Regions from separate parts of the Hordeum vulgare genome. Here region 2 is linked to region 1. The links are chromatin contacts, called in public Hi-C maps. All regions are on one chromosome and are shown on one strand. The core of a region is the stretch at or near the end of the contact, and the rest is flanking DNA. Distances in the headings are between cores, read along the strand shown. Region 1 holds the start of LOC123402522 (nucleobase-ascorbate transporter 6-like). Region 2 holds the start of LOC123401926 (alpha-1,3-arabinosyltransferase XAT3-like).

Region 1 (7,934 bases), core at 3,209-5,708:
CAGACATCATGTGCGAGTCAACATGAAATTTCAAAGGAGAGAAGATCAGAATACAAACCAATGTTCTAACCCATGCAGTTTTCAAGTTATACCTCGCCTTGAGAGATCAAAAGATGGTAGCAGAAAACTCAAGATATAGAAGGCCCCATCTATGTACTAGTATTATCGAAACAGTGACACAACACACTAAACAACCTCTCCCATGCAGTCACTCGTAGACAGAGTCATGCACCCTCAAACATAAGCAGCAATTGGAGGGCTTTAGCAGATATTCCAATTTTTAAGTACTAAATAAATTACATATACAAAATCTGCTTAAAAATGGTGCCTATAATGACTACAAAATCATCAAAATACCAGATTCGTAGGACACAAACTTACCAAGGATAGAGAAGAATATCATAAAACCAGCTGATATCTGCACTACTCTTCGGCTACCAACACGCGTCAAGGCCAACAACCCAGCATTTTCACTGCAAAGAAGCATAAAGGTTGCACCGCATTGATACGAATGGCAGAAGTTGCATCAAAATGAAAATAAGGTGCATTCCTTGCAGAGGTAGAAGTATAAATTATATGATGCTTACATTGATACAGAAGATCCATTTCCAGTTCCAAACAGGCCATCCAAAAGAATACCAACGCCCTGTACCAAGAAGAGTTACATACGCATCGAGTGAGTTCAACGTTGAAGGTTGATCTAGTCAAGCTTGGGATGTGGCGGATGCAAATTTAACACCTACCTGCCAGCCAACACCACGGCTAAGTACAGAGGGTGGGAGAGGTGTGGCGCTTGCAAATCTTGAAACAGCAATGAAGGAACCAGTGGACTACAAATATAGAAGTTAGGAGATTGATTATTACCAGCCTCAAGGGAGTACAAATAGAGGGTGGAAAACTTGATACTCCAAAGAGAGGGGCCAAACCTCCACAAGAGCAACAAATGATGCAGCCATCATTGCAAATGCTTCGCCGGCATCAAAAGTGGGAGCACCCCACTGAAAAGGATATGGCACTCTTATCCTGTCATTGTAGTACAAGAAGCGGAGGCATTTGTGTTACTAAACAGCAAGGTTGGTACAAATGGAAGAAGCGTATCTTCAAAAATTCATAATAATACCAGGGAGCACCACCAATTAGTCCAGAGCGGTCAGTGCGGCAATGAAATTGGGTCTTTGGTGATACATTCCTGTAAGCTCCTCCAACCGTCAGAAGATATGCATAGAGCCACACTATGGGAATAGTGAAGAGAACAGCAAAACGGTCGAAGATCGACTTCATCATGTGGATGGTATGCGGCAGGTACTGCAAAAAATGAAAGGGTGAGGGGTGGGGCATAAAAATGCAGCTGGAGCACAAAGTTATGCTGCATAACAAAAGGTTAAAAATATTGAGTGCATAGGAATTGAGTCGAACCATGGCGAATATCACCAAAAGGATTAGTTCAGGCAGACCAATCTCAACACATTTAGCAACCTGTATATTTGTTGTTCAAACATAAGTATGTATGATTAAACAAGTATCGAGTAGAAACACAATGCTCAGATCTTACCGATGGAAAACCCAGCTCATACAGTCCAAAGCCAACTAACGCTATCAAAGGAGCAGCTGACAGTGGACTGAGATATCTGAAACAAAAATCAGTATATTCGTGAGATTGAAAGCTACTCCTGCTAGAACACTTCTTGCTTCAGTGCATATGGAACAGCAATTTAGTTGAGAAATAACAATTATGCGGTGTTCATCTTCCTACCTTGCAACATTGCGCCAAAGGCCACTGAAGCCAACTATGATCTGTAGTGCAGAAGCAACGATCAAAGCACCTTGCGTTCCACGCATGATTTTGAGGAATTTCTTCAAAAATAAAATCCAGGTGATTCATTAGTCTATATTTAGGAAAAGATTACTGGGAAGCAGGTAGAATTATCAGCCTTTTCAACATACAGTGTGCGGGTCTGGTTCGTTCGTGTAGCGCCCTGCGAGTATGATCGAAATGGTAGGCAGAACAAAGGTGTATGATCCACCAATCACCGCAGGCAATCGGGTACCAAAGAAACTCTGTAGAAGGGTGTTGATTCCAGCCACAAACAGCAATGTCTGGATAACAACTGCCTTGTCCTCCTAGCAAAGTTGAAACACCATTAGTCATCAATCAACAGATTCAGTCCAAAGCAACACCACTTGGTAATCTAGTGTAGCCTTACATTGTTCCCTCCCATCTGTGGAACAAGTGCAGTAGGTATGATAACAGTAGTTCCAAGCATGACCAGATAATGCTGAAAGCCAAGAAGAATGGCCTCCGCTGCATTATGTAAGATTTCATAATCAAATTTCAGAACCAAGTCATATAAGTTACACAGAATATAGTGGAAGTGTATAGATAAACTATTTCAATAGTTAAATTTTCCTGCTTTCTGTAGACATACTTCGCAAGGCAGGCTAGCAAAAAGATAAGAAGCAAAACATATTTTGTTGATCAAACTTTGAAGAAATGCATACAAAAATATAACTGCCGATATGACCACATCATCCAGTTTGAACAAGGACTTCTTGTTCATCATTTTTCCATGCAGAGTTCAACCTTACAACTCTCCCATGTAATGAGCAAGAGTTCAAGACATAAAAGGACTGTCATTAACACCCCCCCCCCCCCGGTCCTGATGCGTACAGAACTAAGTTCAGGAAGGGCGCGCATTAAATGCATAAAGAAGATTAGGATATAACAAAATAATGTGACTCTTTATTTGCAGTGTCAGCTTTACATGTTTATTTGACTCGGTTCAGACTCAGACACAGACAAGTGACTCATAACCAAACAAGAATTCGATCTTCTACAAAATGGATCATACTTATTACCGGCAGTACTATTTGTACTGAAGCGCCCGTACACAGAGCAAGCCGGTACATCCCTGCATTAACTTAAACAAAGCTGCTTGGAAACAAGCTACTACTATCTATCTAAAACAAACAAAGAATGTCTGATAACGCAGAAGGCAGAAAATGGAAATGAAAACGCCCTGCCAAGTATCTGGAGCATGAATGCAGCTGAGTGTGACAACGATGGGTGGACACGGACCTCCGGTTTGGAACCACCTACCGACACGGTCAGTGCCTAGGAATTCACTGGAACCACAGCACGGAACACGCCAAGTAAACATAGAAGAAGATAGTAGATCGGCAACAATATACTTATATAGTAACCGGAAAGAACGCCCGGTGCACGCGGTAAAGCAGAAACGAGTCAACGCGTGAGTTCATATGAAACCTTGGCTCATTTGTACTACCACCGTACAAAATCACAAATATAGCACCAGATTCCCGAAAACTCGTGAGAATAGAAGCCAGAATCAAAGGTAGATTGAGAAACCAGACCGCGACTTGAACATCAAAGGTGGGAACAACACCAAGAAAATCCATCGAAAAAACCCCACCCATCCGACAATCATGCAAATTCCTTGTCTGTTGAATGTCGAGTAGCATCAAGCCATCAATCAACACGGGTCAAAGCTTTGCAGCGTCAGCTATTATTATCGGATACAGATAAACTATGCAGAGGATATTCAACGCGGAACCTCATTAAAGCGCATTAATAAACTACTTGCAGGGGGAACAAAACGGAAAAGGCAGCCCGCTTTTTATTTTGGAGGAATATCCGAGTGAGAAACCGGGGAGGAAAGCTCGGGCGGGCAGGCGGGCAGGCAGATCTGGCGGCGGTTCCTCGCCGCGCAACAAGCCCGAGCGAAAGCGAGGCGCATCTGCGAGCCCCATCCACCAACCACCGAGGCCACGAAACCCACCACCCCCGAAAACGACGGGAGCAACGGCATGACCAGCAAGCAAGCAAGCAGCCCGTCCGTCGCCATCGCGACCGGGAAAACCCAGCCCCGCGAAGAGAAACCCCGAAACGGACGCCCGGAAAACCGCCGGTGATACGAGAGGAAGGGAGGGAGGAAGGGAGCGGAGCGGAGCACTCACGCCACGGAGGAGGGCTGGTGATGCAGTAGGAGACCCCGGGCAGCTGGTCCTTGACGGGGTGCGGCGCCATGTCGTCCTGCTTCTGGCCCCCGCCCCCGCCCCCGCCCCCGCCTCCGGCCATCTCTCCCGCGCCCCTCCGCCCCGCCTCAGATCACGCGCGCTCCTCCTCCTCCTCCTCCCGAGACCTCAAACCAGAGCCACAATGCGAGCCCGTGGAGCGGTAGCGGGGCAGTGAGGAGTGGGGGAGTGGCGTAGCGGTACAGCGGCCTCCAGTGGTGGTAGTGGTGGTGGTGGTATGGTATGGTAGTAGTACCACGGCTCCTCCCAAGGAAGGACGCTACCGCTAGCGTGTGGTGCTTGCGCTGCTGGGTGGTGGGTCCGTCGGAAGCGGTCAAAAAAGCGGCTCCAGCACGGCGCGCCGCTGCTGCGGTGCAGAGCGGGGTGGCAGGAGGAAGCGGTTGTTTTGTTCTGCCCCGCGTCGTCACCCTACCCCCTCTCTCTCTCTCTCTGCCTCGGTTTTGCCTTTGGCGTGGGGAGGGAAGGACGAGGGAGGGAGGGAGGGAGCGGTTCACGGCACCGCGCACGCCGGCGCAGCGGTCCAAAACCGCATTTACGCCCCCGCTTGTCCTGCGCGTGCGGCCCCTTGCGCCCCACCGCGAATCTCCCCTGTAGCTACAAGTATCCCACTGTACCAGTACTAGTACGTACGTAGCACTCCTCTTCTCTCTCCCCTGCCCCTGCTCGTGCTCGGCGGAGACGACGCTTCTGCGTGGCTTCTCCGCTTCTCGGATGGGAGTTCCGCATTCGCGGTGAAATCTTTCAGGGAAGCGTATTTTTGGAGTGGTGGTGGATAGATTTGGGCATTCGGTTTTCCGTTCCCGTTTCCTGGCCCGGTTGTTTGTTGCCTGGCTGGATGGCTCTTCGACTCGCCCCGGGTTTCCTGGTCGGCGGCGTGGCTGGGAACGTGGTTCCATCATGGATTGTGCGTGAAGAAAGGGGTTTTCCACCTTGCCCGGCCCAGCACTGCCACGGCAGTGCATGCACTGCACTACAGTGCTTTTCCTTGGGGAGCTGCTATGCAAGACAAGAGGAAAAAGAAGGGTAAAAGCCATGTCGACTGACTGAATTATTGTGCCTGTTTTCGGCAGGAAATGCCTTGTATACATATACATGATGAGGAGGTACTAGTACTACTCGTACTCGTACGAGCCGGATGGACGGGCTCCCTCCTCTTTTCACTTTCCCGTGTCCTGTTCCGCGGGAGATGTGAAAACAGCACGCAGGTGCGTACAGGGATGATGCTTTTGGCGACCTGTACGCGAACGCAAAGCAGCGCCGCCGTACGCACCGCGGCCCCCTATCATTGTGCTCATCCGCCTGCTGCCGCCCTTGCCGGCACCCCCCGTTTACTGCCGCGGCAGCATTTCGTTCGCTTTTTCCTCGCCGGGGCAGCCTCTCTCTCCATCTACGCGATGATTGGATTAGTCACGGACGGGCTCACACGCAGCAGCAATCCAATCCGCAGACAGCCCCACGGCACGGCATGTACATTATTCCCCCATTTATTTATTCCTGAATGAAACACCGTCGTGCGGATCAAATCTAATCTACAGAGACCACCACATGCTGCTGCTGCCGCCTGCTGGCCATCGTCCAACTACAGCTCCACTAGTCCACTATACTTACCGCGAGCAAAGTGCATGTCCTGACCATCCCCCCGTGGTCGTTAACCCAGGGCAGTGTAGTTTATTACCGGTAGTAGCTAACCTGCCTCGAACCGCTGAGGTTTTCCCGGCAAAAAGAGAAGCGCTGGCTGGGTTTTAGCAGGAGCAGTACCACAGGGTGGGCATTGATTAGGGAAAATGCGTGCATGGAGATCCCGGCCGTGCATGCAATGATTCATTTGAAGCGATCAATGAAGGTTGGCAGCAGGTTGGCGTGTGTATGTATGTAGGAGTAGCTCTCTGATGATGACTAGGCAGTGCAGTAGTAGTACTCCTACAGGGGAAGCAAGCAAAATGGGACAAGCGAGGGATACCCGCGACTGTTCAGAACCTGAAGAAGTAAATGCAGCGGAGTGAAGGATGTCACGCCAAAACTCTCTTCTGCGTTCATTGTCGGTCGGCTTGCGTTTACGGAATTGATTACGGAGCGTGATGAACGCGCAAGGTGGTCAAACGTTATTGCTGGGAGTAGGTATTACAGTACTATACTGTGCTGCATGCGTCTTGCACAAAGCCGATTTAAGGGCTGTGCACGCAGCAAAGGTGTCAGGAGTAAAAGCGCGGCTTGGGCTAGAGAGCGCGGGTTCCCCTGTTGCGTTGTGGGGGTGTCGAACGGGAGCCGTCTGATTGGAATTGACGGCGGATCGGCTGAAAGAGTGTGCTTGGTCAGTGCTGGTACCGTAGAGCCGTTCGAGTGGAGCGTACCTGCCCAAACGGGCTGCCCGACACGGCCCGTCAGAATCGTGTTTGGCACGGCACGGTCCGTTTATTGCCGGTCCACATGCTCGGGGTCCAGGCGCAAGCACGGTTCGGAGGCTATACGGGTCGACCCATCGGCACATCAGGCCCGCTGGCTTGTTAGGATTTTAGTATTTTAGACCGTTATTTGGGTTGATTTCGACCTGTTCGGTTATTATTTGGATCGATTTTGACATAGTGGGCTATTTTTTTGTTAATTTTGATCTATTGGGCTTTTTTATCTTATATATATAGAAAAATAAAAATAAAAATGGTCTGAAAAAAGAAACAGGAAACATTTAACCTCATTTAACCTCGTTGAACAGTAAATTCTTGGAGAAAGGACACAGAGTTTCTACTCCCGAGCTCATTTAACCACGTCGAACAGTAAATTCAAAAAGAAACGGGAAACATTCCAAAAAATCTGAATTTTTTTGTGAGCAACACTAACAAAAGTTCTAAATGCATGCAAATTTTTGGCTTGAAATAGCATTTCTATAAGGTGTGGCAAAAAATACAAAATCGGTACTTTGAAAATGCGCATTTTCAGAATATCAAATTTTTTTCGTGCCTTGTATGAATGTTATTTCAGGCCTCATTTTTTCATGCGTTGAGAACTTTTGTCAATGTTGATCATAAAAAAAATCAGAATTTCTTGAAGTTTTTTCGAAAGAGAAAAACGATTTTGCTGTTCACGGAGCTCATTTGAGCTCGGAAGCAGAAGGGCACTTTCCTTGGAGAAACACCTTTGCATGTCTTCCAACGATGCCACGGACACCTTCAGAACGGGGAGAAGGCGGGAAGGACCTTATTTCATATTCAAGGAGCTGCCACTGAACATGACACAAACCATATAATCAACCTAAGAACACAACTTAAAAACGAAACACGAACCCTCCGGACGGTAAGGTCTCAGGTCCACTTCGCCTTCATGATCCTAAGGCTACGGAGATGAGGCAGTCGACGAGGGCATCACCGGAAGGTTTAGACACCCTAACCGCATGTGTACTCACGTCTAGAGACAAAAATGATACGCGAACTGCAACTCTTGTGTTGATGATGTAACCATTGTTTTTAGCTTGTTAGAGCATCTAGTTTTAGAGGGAAAAAACATGTTAGAGCATCTACAACCCGACCTAGGACAGACCGCACATGAAATTGCCGCTCAATCAGGCACCCTGTGAGCCTAAACTTTTGGGTTGTCCGACATCCCTTAAATCAAGCCCATATATGCAACGAATATGGGAGGCTTAGACATATCCGCCATTTTGGACTAACGGGAGAGGCCCTTGTGAAAAACCATGGATACATTGGTGCCTCCTTTGGTTCATGAGGACGCATTCATGGCGTCGTCGGAGGGACCAAAACCGACCATTTAAGCCTAACACGCGAGGCTAAACTAGTCTTGTCCCCAATTCCCCTTTTCTTCATCCATCCACGACCGCTACCGTGGCCCTTCAAACTCCAGTCTACTTTGACCTTGCAGTTCGTCGGTCG
Region 2 (7,934 bases), core at 3,900-6,399, 180 kb before region 1:
GCTCAATTTAAGTGACAGAAAAACCGATCCGGTTTTTTTTGTAAGACCCGAAGGGGTATGCACATCTAATCCTATGCGTCTGTTTTAATCCAACGGTCAAAAGGGGGGGGTGGAGACTTACAGAGAGTTGGCCGGCTAGGGGCTACTCCGGCGAGGTCCGAGGCGGCGCTAGCGAGAGGAGGAGCTCCGGTGGTCTCCGGCGTGGTCTGAGGAGTTGAGGAGATGACGGCGGTCCTCCTCGGGCGGTTGGTGGCGGTGGGGAGGCAGCTCGGGGCGGGGAGAGAGCAGCAGGGTGCCAGGGGCCTCGGAGCGAGGCTCGGCTCTAGCGAGCTTGGGCCGAGGGCGGCGGGGGCTTGGGCAGGGGCGGCGGCTAGGGGAACGGGGCAAGGTGGCGGTGGGGGAATTTATAGGGGGGGGCTAGGGGGCTCGGGCGGGGCAGGAGCAGCAGATCGGGGCAATCCGGGCGAGCTCGGTTCGGCTGACCATGGAAGGAAAGTTACGGGAGAAGGAAAGAAGGAAGGAAGAAGAAGAGGGAAGGAAAGAAGAAAAAAAAAAAGAAAAGGAAAAAAAAGAAAAGGGGAGAAGGGGGGTGGTGCTGCGGGTGGGGCTGGCGCGGGGCGGGGCCTAGGGGCAGCGGGTGGGGGTAGAGGGGCGCTGGGTGCAGGCGGATGGGCTCGCCGATGTGGATCCAGATCGGATCCGGCTGGGCTGGGATTCAGCCCGATTGCGCTATAAAGCGCTCAGGCGCCTTCCTTTAAAAAAAACATTCCTGTTTTAGCTTTTTTTTTTATAAAACAGAAACTAAAAGGAAAAAAAGGAAACAAATAAAATAATTAATATAGGGTATTATATACCAAAATGATCAGAAAAATATCCTCTACTCGATTAACATTTTTCCAAGGCAAAAATAAAAACTAAAAAAAATGTTTTTCAGGAAAAAAAATCCCTTATGCTATTTTTCTTTTTGCAATTATTTTCACAATAAAACTTTCGCTTTCTTGGCTCAAAATATTTCAGAAATGCCTCACATTTTGGAGGGTCATTTTCCTCCGCTCTCTCTTGCGTGGAAGAGATTATTTCCCGGCATTTCTCGTGTGAAGAAAAAATAGAAATGCAAAAGCAAAAGTCGAAAGAATTCGAATGCAAACTTTATTTAAATCAATATGCATAGATGCTTAGCTACAATGTAAAACATTCCAAATTAGGGAATTTGGGATGTTACATGATGCATATAGATATAATCATTGCATAGATATCATCACGACTTTGTGCGGTTCTATCAATTGCTCGACAGTAATTTGTTCACCCACCGTCTACTTGCTTTCATGAGAGAAGCCACTAGTAAACACTACGGACCCCGGGTCTATTCACATCCATCGTTTACACCTCCGCTTTTACTTTGCTTTGTTACTTTGTTGCTTTCAGTTCTCACTTGGCAAACAGTCTATAAGGGATTGACAACCGCTTCATAGCGTTGGGTGCAAGCTTTTGTGTTTGTGCAGGATCTTGAGATACTCCTCCGCCAGATTGATACCTTGGTTCTCAAACTGAGGGAAATACTTACCGTCGCTGTGCTACATCACCCTTTTCGCTTCGAGGGAACACCAACGCAAGGCTCCAAGGCCACGGGAGAAATCCTTTGCATACTTGCCTAGGAAGTCCCTTAAGGCGTAGCCGCAGCTGAAGGATTCCTGGTGCCGTCGACACAACTATTTCTGGCGCCGTTGCAAGGGATACACAGCAAACATCAGCGGCCACCCTAGGAAAACCCTGGCCCTAGAGCCTAGGGGCGGCGGCCACCCTAGGGAAACCCTGGCCCTTGGCCGCATGGGCCTTGGGGAGGTGGGGCGCACAACCCACCTAGGTCTGGTGCACCACCCCTTTCAACCCATGGGCCCCTTGGGGGTAGGTGGACCTCCCCGGTGGACCCCGGAACCCCTTCTCGCATTTCGGACAAAAACCGTCAAGTCCCAAAACTATTTCGAAACCCCAATACCAACTTCCAATATATGAATCTTTACCTCCAGAACATTTCGGAGCTCCTCATCACGTCTGGGATCTCATCTAGGATTCCGAACAACATTCGGTCACTAACATACATATTCCAGTAATACTATATCATCATCAAACGTTAAGTCTGCGGACCCTATGGGTTCGAGAATCATGTAGACATGACCGAGAGATCTCTCCGGTCAGTAACCAATAGCTGGACCTGGATGCGCATATTGATTCCTACATATCCCACAAAGATATTTATCGGTTAAACCATGATGTCAAGGATTCAGTCAACCCCGTATGCAGTTCCCTTTGTCCATCGGTACGTTACTTCCCGAGGTTCGATTGTCGGTATCTCCATACCTAGTTCAATCTTATTACTAGCAAGTCTCTTTACTTGTTCTGTAATAAAAGATCCCGTGACTAACTCCTTAGTCACATTGCTTGCAAGTTTCTTGTGATGTTGTACTATCGAGAGGGCCCAGAGATATATCTCTGTCATACGGAGTGACAAATCGATTCTTAATCAATGCCAACCCAACAGGTACCCTTGGAGATGCCTATAGAGTACCTTTATGATCACCCAGTTACGAAGTGGCGTTTGATATACACAAGACATTTCTCCGGTGTCACGGAGTTGCATGATTTCATGGTCTTAGGAACATATTCTTGACATGAAGAAAGAAGTAGCAATAAACTAAGTGATACGATCAAATGATATGCTTATGGTTGGGTCTTGTCCATCACATCATTCTCCTAATGATGTGATGCTGTTATAAAATGACGGCTCATGTCTATGGTTAGGAAACCTTAACCATCTTTGATCAACGAGTTAGCCTGGTAGAGGCTTACTAGGGAAACGGTGTTGTTTATATATCCACACGTGTATTTAAGTTTCCGGTCAATACAATTCTAGCATGGATAATGAACGATTATCATGAACAAGAAAATATGATAATAACCACTTTATTATTGCCTTTAGGGCATATTTCCAATAAGTATCATAAGAGAGATCAAGACTCGTGCATATGATTTTCACGAGGTCATGCTTTTCCATGAAGGTAGATGTTCGAACCCAGAATCCCATAATCTTTTTTGTTATGCTTTAATTTTGAGTGATGGTCTCCATTATTGGTCCCATTTATTGCATGATTTTTCTTTATACGAGTAAACATGTTGAGAAATTCTAAACAAAGTGTGTTGTTGTACGAAAACAAAATATTCTATTCTAATCAGTTTGACACCAGAAACCCATTTCTTGGTTCTGTTCCACCAAATTCCAATTTGATTAGATCTAAGTTTTCCAACTGAACACAAGTACACACTAATTGTATCAACGAAGAAAAGAAGACGAGGGATGACTTGTAGAACGAGTTATCCATGTCCCTCGACCCGAGGATTTACATTATACCCCTTTAGATTTATAGGCTATTTTAGCTTATCGTATTTTTAATCTCACAACAGACTAATACAAAGGTCATCACCAAGAAAACCATTAGAAATACTTAATAAAAATGAGATAAAATATGATTTTACATTACAAAATGTTTGTGCCTTTTATGCATGTGCAAAGTTGCATCAAGAAATGACATATTTCGTGCTCTGGGAGAAAAGAACAAATAGGAACCAATGCTTTGGAAGAGAATTTTGGATGTTATACCCTCTAGACTTTGATTTGTATGCACACACAAACCGACTCATATCCCATATGAATAAACAACATATAGCTATGGTTATCTTTTTTTCCTCAACAAAAAGATAGATGACGGTGGTTAAGTTGAACCATGGTTCCGCGAAGATTCAAAATACATCGCGAGGGAATCAACAAGTCACATGCTTTGTTCATCTTGGTAGCACATGTTGTTATAGTACTCCCTCCGTCCGAAAATACTTGTCTTAGAGATGAATGTATCTAGACTTATTTTAGTTATAGATACATCCATTATATTCATTTTTGGAACAAGTATTTTCAGACGGAGGGAGTATTAATTACCATGATTATTGAATCTGTACATTGATGTCTAATACATGCTTTAGAATATCATGATGAACAGTTAATGTCTGCCACTTATACAATGTTGTTTAATCTTTTCTTTGGAATGTCATGATGAAGAATTAATGTCTACCACTAATAAGGCCTATATTGTTTTTTTTTGGAGCTGACTAATAAGGCCTATATGCCACCTATCATCATCCATTGTTGTTATTAGCATTATAAGTACTACTCCCTCCATCCCATGATACAGTGCACATTTTTTTGATGAAAATCAATCTTCATAAATTTTGACTAAGTTTATCTAGAAATTTATTTACATCTATGATGCCATATAACTACAATTCTTTAATGATGGATCTAATTCTATTGATTTGTTATTTTAGATGTTGATGAGTTCTTTTTTCTATATTATCAGTCAAAGTCTGTAAAGTTTGACTTCCAAAAAGATTATACTTTATTAGGACGGGGGGAGTATGATATCACATTAATGAATGAATTTGTGTTAGGATCCAATATCTTGATGGCGCTATCTTTTATCTATAAGCTTGGCCAGAATTTATAAAGTTTGACTTATGACAAAACTAACATGCACAAGTAAAACAGAGCAATTTGGTAGCGCCGTGGTTGATCTAGCTGCCTTGTTTTTTACAGTTAATAACAGCGATGCTGTTGATTCGCCTGCGTTTTCAGAAGTGCTTGCTTCAGCCTCCGGAGAGTTCGGGGGTTGTCTACTCCAAAACTACCGTACTTTTTAACAGCAAGCTTGGATTTCTGCCATCAGCCTTTTAACAGTGCGCCATCCGCCTCGAAGTGAGCAAACTCCGGAGCCAACGGACGACAGCGACGGCGCTGAGCAGCAGTTACTGTCGGAACCGAGCCTGGAGATCGACGGAGCCCCGGGGCCGGTCACCGACGGCGGCAGCTGCGAGCTCGATCTGCTGCTGGAGTCACTTTCTCCCAAGTCTCCCCTGCCCTGCCCTCTCGCTTTGGCTTGCCAGAGTAGCTCGCCTCCACGTCTACCGCCTCGCGTCACCCATCGCGTCGCGTGTCCGCTAGCTCGTCTCTGTCCACGCGGTCAACACCGCTACCGATTCAACCAGGGTGAGAAACGAAGCCCGTTCAACGACAGAACCAGTTAGTTCTGCCGCCAGGCGCCACCACCACCCCGCCGGTATAAGACTCCACGCCCCCCCTCGAGAACCATTCCTGATACACAGACGGACAAAGATTTCCGGTAGCCGCACCCAGAGAGAGAGAGAGAGAGAGAGGCAGGCCATGAAGTCCACCAGGAACCTGGCGAGAGGCGACGGGCGGCGGCTGGGGAATGCCTCGCTCATCGCCTTCATGCTCGCGTCCCTCGTCGTGCTCTCCGTCATCCGGGCCAGGATCTCCCCCATGGGTACGTACACGCCCTCTTGCTTGCCGCGCTGACTGATTCTTGTGTGTTCTTGGGTCTGAACGAGGGTGGATTTATAATCTTTCTTTGCGTGCGTGCGTGCTGCAGAGAAGGCAGGGGAGGCCATCAAAGCAGAGGAGCGGCAGGGGATGAGGAAGGTGAGCGTCAAGATGGAGGTCGCCCATGAAGCCGTACTCCCAACCGCGGATTCAACTGGTATGTTACGTTGCTTCCTTCCTGTGATGAACTTGTTCGTTCTTGGGGATGGTTTCCATTTCCGTTCGGAACTGGGTGGTACGGGAGGGAATTTTGATGTGGCTGCCCGTGTGGGAAGTGAATTCATGGGTGTCGACTGGTGTCTGTGTGGATCGGGCCAGATCTGACGTTGAGCTGACTTTGCAATTTGCAGCCAAGGAGGAGGAGGACGAGGAGGAGGAAGAAGAAGAAGTTCGGCCCAAACCCGCCGACACCTCGTCCGGGGGTGTCGTGCCCGTGCCCGTGCCCGTGCCCGTGCCCGTGAGCACAAGCACAAGCACCACGCCCGTGCCCGTTGCCGCCGTGGGCCTCCCGGGCAAGCCGGTGTGCTACGAGTCGGGCCGGCGGTCGGACACGTGCGAGGCCGCCGGCGACGTGCGCGTGCAGGGCCGCAGCCAGACCATCCAGGTCCGCCCGCTGGACCGGGAATGGAAGGTGAAGCCGTACTGCCGGAAGCAGGACGCCTACGCGCTGTCGCACGTCAAGGAGTGGACCCTCCGGCCGCTCTCCTCCAGCGGCCCGGTGCCGCATTGCACGGTCAACAGCTCAGCGACCGCCTTCGTGCTCTCCACCGGCGGGTTCACGGGCAACCTGTTCCACGACTACACGGACGTGCTCGTCCCGGCGTTCATCACGGCGCGCCGGTTCGGCGGCGAGGTCCAGTTCCTGGTGAGCAGCTTCAAGTCGTGGTGGACCAACCGGTACCTGGAGATCTTCCAGCAGCTGAGCAAGTACGAGGTGATCGACATCGACAACGACGACGAGGTCCGGTGCTACGGTGGCGTGGTGGTCGGGCCAACGTTCCACAAGGAGCTGGGCGTGGACGCGTCCAAGACGCCGGCAGGGTACTCGATGGTGGACTTCCGCGCGATGCTGCGGGGCGCGTTCGGGCTGTCGCGCGCGGCGGCCGAGCCGAGCGGCGACCGGTGGGACATCCGGCGCCGGCCGCGGCTCCTCATCATCTCCCGCAAGAACTCGCGCGCCTTCCTGAACGAGCGCGCCATGGCGGACATGGCCATGAGCCTCGGGTACGACGTGCGCGTGGGCGAGCCGGACAGCAACACGGACGTGTCCAAGTTCGCCCGGCTGGTGAACTCGGCGGACGTGATGGTGGGCGTGCACGGCGCCGGGCTGACCAACATGCTCTTCCTGCCAGCCGGCGCCGTGCTGATCCAGGTCGTGCCCTACGGAGGGCTGGAGTGGCTCGCCCGCGGCACCTTCGAGGAGCCGTCCAAGGACATGCAGCTCCACTACATCGGCTACAAGATCCAGCTCGACGAGACGACGCTGAGCGAGCAGTACCCCAAGGACCACCCGGTGCTCACCGACCCGCTCTCCATCCACAAGCAAGGGTGGGAGGCGCTCAAGACGGTGTACCTCGAGAAGCAGAACGTGAGGCCGCACCTGGGCAGGCTCAAGCTCACGTTCATGGAGGCGCTCAAGCTGCTGCCCCATGGGCGCCAGGCCAAGGCCAACAACTGAGCGCGGCGATCGCCGGGCCTATCTGATCATGGATGTAATGATCCGTCGAAATCATGTGTACATTGCGCGCGGTCGGTCGATCGATCAATTCCATGATGGTTAATCTTGGAGCATAGGTAGAAGAACATATATAGGGGTTTGCTCGTCTGTTGGTGCTGTTCATTTGTTCAGTTTCTTTGGTTGTTTGAAGCCTGCGATCGGCGGCTATCCCTGCATCCTGTCTGTATGAAGTCCTACAACTACAGAATGTAGTAGTAAGATGGAAGAAGCATGTGGAAGCTAATAAGAAGGCCAAGGATTACATACTCCTTCGGTGAGAAAATGTGTTTGTAAATGCATAAGGGTGGAGGGATGGAGTCCGGTGTCTCATCCATTTCTTTCCCTTTTCCCCTTTCAAAACGAAGACAGAAGATTTACTCCATTCCATTAATTGAGAGGAAGTTATAACATTCGCAAAAGAAGAGAGTTGTAAACAACCAGAGCTCATAAGCATTACTCTCATGGTGTAAAGTGTTTCCCAAATGCTTCGCTCCAACCGTGTAGCCCACGTCGTTGCCTCAATTCAAATCTTGGATATGATAATGTAGTCAATGTCAAAACTCCTCCTCAGAACAGTGACGGAGGGTGACCCAAATATTGGGAGGGGCCAAAATGAGTTTATTATGACGTAAAAAAGGCTAGATGATTAGAAACATCAAAGGATTAGTAGAGCAATTAGCAGAAATATAAGCATATTTGGCAAGTTTTGCTCTAGGAAGGGGCCCAAGGCCCGGGATTATCCCGCTGACATTCCGCCACTGCCTCAGAAAA

Evidence for each region. Hi-C and Micro-C count contacts between places; a contact is called where the count stands out from the background.
Region 2: a Hi-C map of leaf shows a contact between it and region 1, with 4 times the contacts expected there. The contact joins the promoter of LOC123401926 here to the promoter of LOC123402522 in region 1. A contact is called at or near these places in 2 of 6 Hi-C or Micro-C datasets (leaf and seedling) and 1 of 1 datasets of contacts at active chromatin or transcription factors (embryo).

What each region holds. Positions count from the first base shown.
Region 1 is chr6H:508,965,195-508,973,128 of MorexV3_pseudomolecules_assembly, reverse strand. It overlaps LOC123402522 (nucleobase-ascorbate transporter 6-like), which reads right to left and starts at 4,458. Exons shown (of 14, transcript XM_045096442.1): 1 at 3,976-4,458; 2 at 2,205-2,302; 3 at 1,945-2,121; 4 at 1,754-1,854; 5 at 1,553-1,628; 6 at 1,417-1,476; 7 at 1,121-1,305; 8 at 927-1,023; 9 at 744-830; 10 at 588-646; 11 at 382-473. The coding sequence starts at 4,096.
Region 2 is chr6H:509,141,533-509,149,466 of MorexV3_pseudomolecules_assembly, reverse strand. LOC123401926 (alpha-1,3-arabinosyltransferase XAT3-like) reads left to right here and starts at 5,149. Exons shown (of 3, transcript XM_045095792.1): 1 at 5,149-5,390; 2 at 5,496-5,603; 3 at 5,797-7,446. The coding sequence starts at 5,267. The coding sequence ends at 7,124.